2 separate regions of the Zea mays genome follow, and region 2 is linked to region 1. Evidence: chromatin contacts called from public Hi-C data. All regions are on one chromosome and are shown on one strand. Each heading gives the region's core, a stretch centred on a gene start, on an enhancer-like site or on the middle of the called end of the contact. The rest is flanking DNA. Distances are from core to core; before and after follow the strand shown.

What was found. A called contact is a pair of places that touch in the nucleus more often than the background predicts.
Region 2: a contact with region 1 is called in a Hi-C map of ear, with 2.1 times the contacts expected there. The contact joins the promoter of LOC542703 here to the promoter of LOC103654555 in region 1. A contact is called at or near these places in 3 of 25 Hi-C or Micro-C datasets (ear, leaf and tassel).

What each region holds. Positions count from the first base shown.
Region 1 is chr4:210,653,793-210,656,521 of Zm-B73-REFERENCE-NAM-5.0, forward strand. LOC103654555 (filament-like plant protein 3) reads right to left here and starts at 1,379. Exons shown (of 5, transcript XM_008681402.3): 1 at 740-1,379.
Region 2 is chr4:210,945,587-210,948,315 of Zm-B73-REFERENCE-NAM-5.0, forward strand. It overlaps LOC542703 (calcium-dependent protein kinase 24), which reads right to left and starts at 1,396. Exons shown (of 8, transcript XM_008681406.4): 1 at 595-1,396; 2 at 1-497. The coding sequence starts at 431.

The DNA of each region.
Region 1 (2,729 bases), core at 129-2,628:
AACGTTTCGTATAGAAAAAAAATCGCGGACAGGATCGAAAAATAGGCTGCACCTAAAACCTCCAGAATCCTACAAAAATGTAGCGGAGGGATGAGACAAAGGCTCAAATTCCCCGGAGATCAACATTAATGGTTTTCTTTAGAAAAAACTGAGATTTCTTCCTTCAAATCCACCGAAAATCTCAGTCAAACACACTCCGCATGCAGAAAGATGAAATCCGCAGAAAACCCGGAGGGAGAAAGATTGCGGGGCTAGAAAAACTTCAGCTTTCGCCCATCACCAAATCTCAGCAAAATCCCACATCGGAGACACAATGCAGACCAAAACCCTAACGAAAATCGCCAGGAGGAGGGTGCAGGACAGCATCTGTGCCCACCCGGTACCCCACCAAAAAATAATTTCAGGAAAAAAAAGGAACAACCAGCCAAGATTCAAGAAACGGGGGCGGCGCAAGAAAAAGCGAAACGGAGAGCATTAATACCTGCGACCACAGCCCAGCCAGTAGGGAATGGCAACCGTCACAAGAACCGCGTGGAACGCCAGACAAAAAAAATTAAAGCTTCGGTTTTTACTTCCAACGGGTCCGGAAGCGCTACTGCTCCTGTCCCCTTTCCCCTGTTGGTGTTGGTGGACAGAAATCGGCGGGGACGCGAGTACAAGGCGCAAGAACAGCACCCGGCATTGCCCCCGGACCCACCCCACGAGAGAGATGCAGAGGCAACAGGAAGAACCGCCGTACCTGATTAGCGGTGGCGCCCGGTGCTGGATTGGAACTTGGAGGGAAGCGAGACCGCGAGGAGCAGGAGCCTCGCTCGCAGCGCAGAGACGAGAAACGAGTCGCTCGCCCCGCAAGAATCCGAGCCTTGCTTTTGCACCCTCTTTTTTCAATCCCTGCGGTCTCGGTCTCGCTTTCTCTTTCCCGCCCAGGCAGCTCGAACAAACGGAGGAGGCGTCTCTAGAGTGGCTCGTGGTGCCTTTGCCTCCCCGTCTCGTCTCTCACTCTCTCTCTCCCCACTCGAGCTAGAGGCGTAGCCTTTTCTTTTTGAGTTTTTTTTTCTCAACTATTCAACCACAGCTCACACAGTGTCGCTCAAGTGTACTCAGCAAGCGATGCTGGTGTAGGCGTGTAGCGTGTTGTTAACTGTGCGCTTGCGGGCTTTTGCCTAGATTGAGCACTGGTACTGAAATACTGTTGCTATAATACTAACAGGTGCAGTGTGTTCGACGGATGAATGGGGTCAAGTTGCTCTATTTTTCCTGGGACGGATTCATAGCAGTTGTTTTTTTTTTGTTGGGAAGACGGAGACGAGCCTCGGTCCGGATGCGGGTACGGGGCTCAGATTTGTTTATTTGTTCCCTTTTTGTTTCTTCCTATACGTGGGCCCCTCCTAGCGCTTTGGGACCTGTTAATAAGGCACTACGAAGGCTTGTTTGTTTGGTTCAAAGTATTAAATATGGTATAATTATAAAATTAATTGTATAGCTAAAAACTAAATGATAAGATGAATTTGTTGAATCTATTTTCATGATGCGTTTATATGATGCTAAAGTAAACAATTGTTAATCATGGATGACAGAGTGCAAAACTCCGGTTGGGTGGCAGAATGCACTCGTCTTGATCCTAAGATGAGGCGGGGCTATGAGGTTTACCTGCTAAGGTGGATGACCACAAGTACACAAGAATTTTATAGTGGTTCGGACCGCCGGAGCGTAATACCTTACCTCCATATTTGAGCGTTGTATTGCCTCAGCGAGAGCATCTAGCCTGTGAGTTGAAATTGTCCCCCACTGTGGGAGTGTGCCTCCCTTTTATAGTCCAAGGGAGGCACCTACAAGGTGACCGAGTCTCAAAAAGTGGGCCCAATAATCTAATAAGTATATATAGAAGATGGGCGATGAATCCTGGTCAACCAAGATCTTCTCTACAGCGGTCAGATATCTCTTCTTGGTCTTCGTGGGGATCTCTTGGCCCACTATTCTCTTGCCCCATCTAATCGGAGCTCGAGCGTAGGCTTTGATGTAAGTTGTGGCGTAGGTTGATACGTTGTCGTGTGTAGGGGTGTATGGACGTTGTCATCATGTCCCCTCCACCTGTTCCACCTTGCCTCAGTAATTTGCGGGGAACAGCAAGAGCCATAATGAGGGGCGTCCTTGCGACGCATTGAGTCAATGGTCCTACCTCGGTAACACGCGGGTTACTGGCGTAGCCCAGACCTTGCGGACTTCGCACGTCGCATGCATTTAATGCGGGCCGCACACCACTTGCCACTGGCGCGGGCAAACACGTATCTCGTCCGCACTTAATGATGTCGAACCCCATGTCAAGAGGCATACGTAAGGCGTCCCCGGCCATGCGTCGGCACCGGACCTCTGCCTAGGCAGGGAGCAAATCTGGGAACGTGTGGCAACGAGGCACCCTCGGACCTCCCCGACTAGGGGTCCGAAACATGCTTGAGGGGGTCTAGGCCCTAGCTGTAATGATTCATACACGTGGCAGCACTGGATCTCACTTGGCTTAGGTCTTGATGACACACGCGGGGTCCAGAACCACTCCCGGAGGTCTGGAAACGAACTTGTAGTCAAAGAGTGTTTTTACTCTAGGGACATGGAGCTGCTCCAGACCCCCTTTCTAGGGATTCAGTGGGCCCATGTGGATGTCCGGGTCCTGTCCGTGGGGACCCATACCTATGATCGAAGTTGTTGATTATTCCCTTCTATGGGCAGCCACA
Region 2 (2,729 bases), core at 146-2,645, 290 kb after region 1:
GCTGCCGCGCGCTCACTGTAGTGGCCTTTGGCGACGATGCGGTCGAAGAGCTCGCCGCCGGCGCATAGCTCCATGACAATGTGCACGAAGAGCGCGTCCTCATAGGCGCCGCGGATGCGGACGACGTTGGGGTGCTCGGAGAGGTGGTGCATGATCTGGATCTCGCGGTACACGTCCTCGTAGTCCTCCCGGCACAGCAGCTTGCGCTTGGGAATGGACTTGCACGCGTACTCGGCGCCGTCGGCCTTGCCCACACAGTGGTACGTGGTGCCGAACTGCCCCTGCCCCAGCTTCTTGCCGATGCGATAGTGGTCCCGCACGTTCGCCGTCTTGTACGGCAGCACGGACGCCGGGCGCCCCGACGACGGCGCCGGAGCCATCAACGGCAGCTTCGCCTTCGCATTGGTGTTCCCGCTCGGGTCCGGCTGCATTGGCGCGCCCCAGGTGTGCTCCCCGGATCAAGAACCGTACGACGGCCTCCGCAGCAGGAAAGGAGCCTGTTCTTGGACAAAAAACCGGAAAACCCGGAGAAAAGGTGAGAAATTTGGGGATACGGCGATCAAGAACCGGTCAAAAGGAAAAAAAGAAAATCACCTCTCGCTACAAATTCCTGCAACTCCTCAAGGATTCCCGCGGGTTGGAGACAGAAGAACAGGGGGGGGGGGGGGGGGGGGGGGGGGAGAAATTGGAGCGGGTAAGCGGAGGAGCCCTGCCGATTGGGACCAAGAGCCGAGGGAACGAAGCTTTATGCGAGGTTTATCTATGACAAACCCACGAGCAGAGAGGAACGGAAACGAGAAACGGCAGCAGCAAGGGGAAGAAGAAATCTGTGCTCTCACTTTCTCAGGTGTCACGTGGGGGAAGATGTGCAATCCTGCCGAAAGAAAAGGGGAGCAAGCGGGGAGGAAAGGTTGGCCTCTTCTATCTATCCGGCGTGGAGCTACGAGCTGGCCGCGCAAGAAGACAGGATCTTGGCGGCGTGGGTGATGGCTCCACCCATATATCTTTTTTTATAGGAATTTCAGAGGCGGCTACCAATGGGGCGTGGAGACGATGACCAAGAGCTCATATATCTGCCTTTTGATTTGCCGTTCGAGGCTGGGAACGGGCAAAAGGGAGGGCGTGTTCGTGGAGGAGAGGATTGGGGGAAGGGAAATGCGGGGGCTGTAGCAGCGCAGCTAGGTCGTATCTATGGAATAATCCATGGGCGACCAGGAAGGAGGGAGGAAGGAGACGACGACGATGTCTCCATTGTTTTTTTTCCCTTTTTTATTACTATTTTTTAATATTTTTCCTTTTGTAAATTGGAAAATACGCAAGAGTCCATGTCTGCTAAAAACCGTGTATAGTGACCAACTATAATTATTGGAAACAGTATGATTTGCAAAGCATAAATGGGTCCCACATTGTCCTATGAAATAAGACACCTTTATTGTTATTGAGGTAGTGATTATAATCTCACTCTTGAATTCGCTCGTGAAACTTCTAACCAAACTGTTGGCCAACTGTAGAGGGTGAGCTCATTCACATAAATCGTTATGGATTGAGTGGCTTGCTCTTTTGGATACATACATTTATGCAAACAGTCCAAAAAAGAAATGATCATCCTAAAATTTGGACTTTGAAAAAGCGTTTGACAAACTTAAACACGTGGTCATCATAAACATTCTCACCACTTCTATTCATCCTAGCAACTGACTTGTTACAATCAATAATAAACAAAGCAAAAGACCTTAGCCTTCTTAGACTACTTGTATAGCAAAGATGTGGACATAACTTCTCAATTATTCAATATGCGGACGACGACATCCATATTATGGAAGCATGCCCAAAACAATTGTTTGTCCTCAAGGCTATTTTAAACTATTTTTTGTAGATTATATGGGTCTCTACTCCAATTAACACAAGTCGAATATCTACCTGGTAAATGTGTCTAATCAGAAAATGGAACTGTTGTAAAAAAAACCTTCAACTGCCAGATTGGAACTTTCCCCATCATATATCTTGGGCTGCCCATGAGTTTAGTTAAATTAATCCTAAAAGCTTTCCTTTCATTGATACAAAAGATTGACGACACATATCATCAATCTTAGTGTTCCTATCACAAGCTAGGAGATTACAAATGGTCATTTTTTAGTGTTCTCGTCGTTACCTACTTTCTATATATGCACTCTCAAGCTCCCAAGCTCGGTGATCAAACAAATTGAAGGGGAAATGTGCCCTTGGGCCATTTCTAAAAATGTTTTGGTGATTAGATATCCAACACAAAATACGTTGGTTCATAAGTACTAAGATGCAAATCAAAGAACAAGGTATGTCTTCAGCCTTAGTAAATTGTTTTTGGCTACTAACATATTTATCTAAGTGCCAGGAATCTTGTCAAATCAAAAGAAATTGAGTTGGAGAAGATTTGGCTGAGTTTAGCCAAACTAGCACCAGCCTGTGGTGCACCGGACAGTGTCCGGTGCCTAGGCTGGCTCGGCGACGAACTCGTCGCTCTCGAGAAAAAGACAGTGGCGCTGCGGCTAAAATTCACCGGACTGTCCGGTGTGCACCGGACTGTCCGATGTGCCAAAGGCGCCCGTGCCAACGGTCGGCAGCGAAATCAGCGGGCGACGCGTGGCCCGCGCCAACGGTCAGTTGGTCACACCGGACATCCGGTGCGCCAACGGGACCAAAGGTCCAACAGTCGGGTGCGTCCAATATGGAAGGAGATCGGGCACCGGACA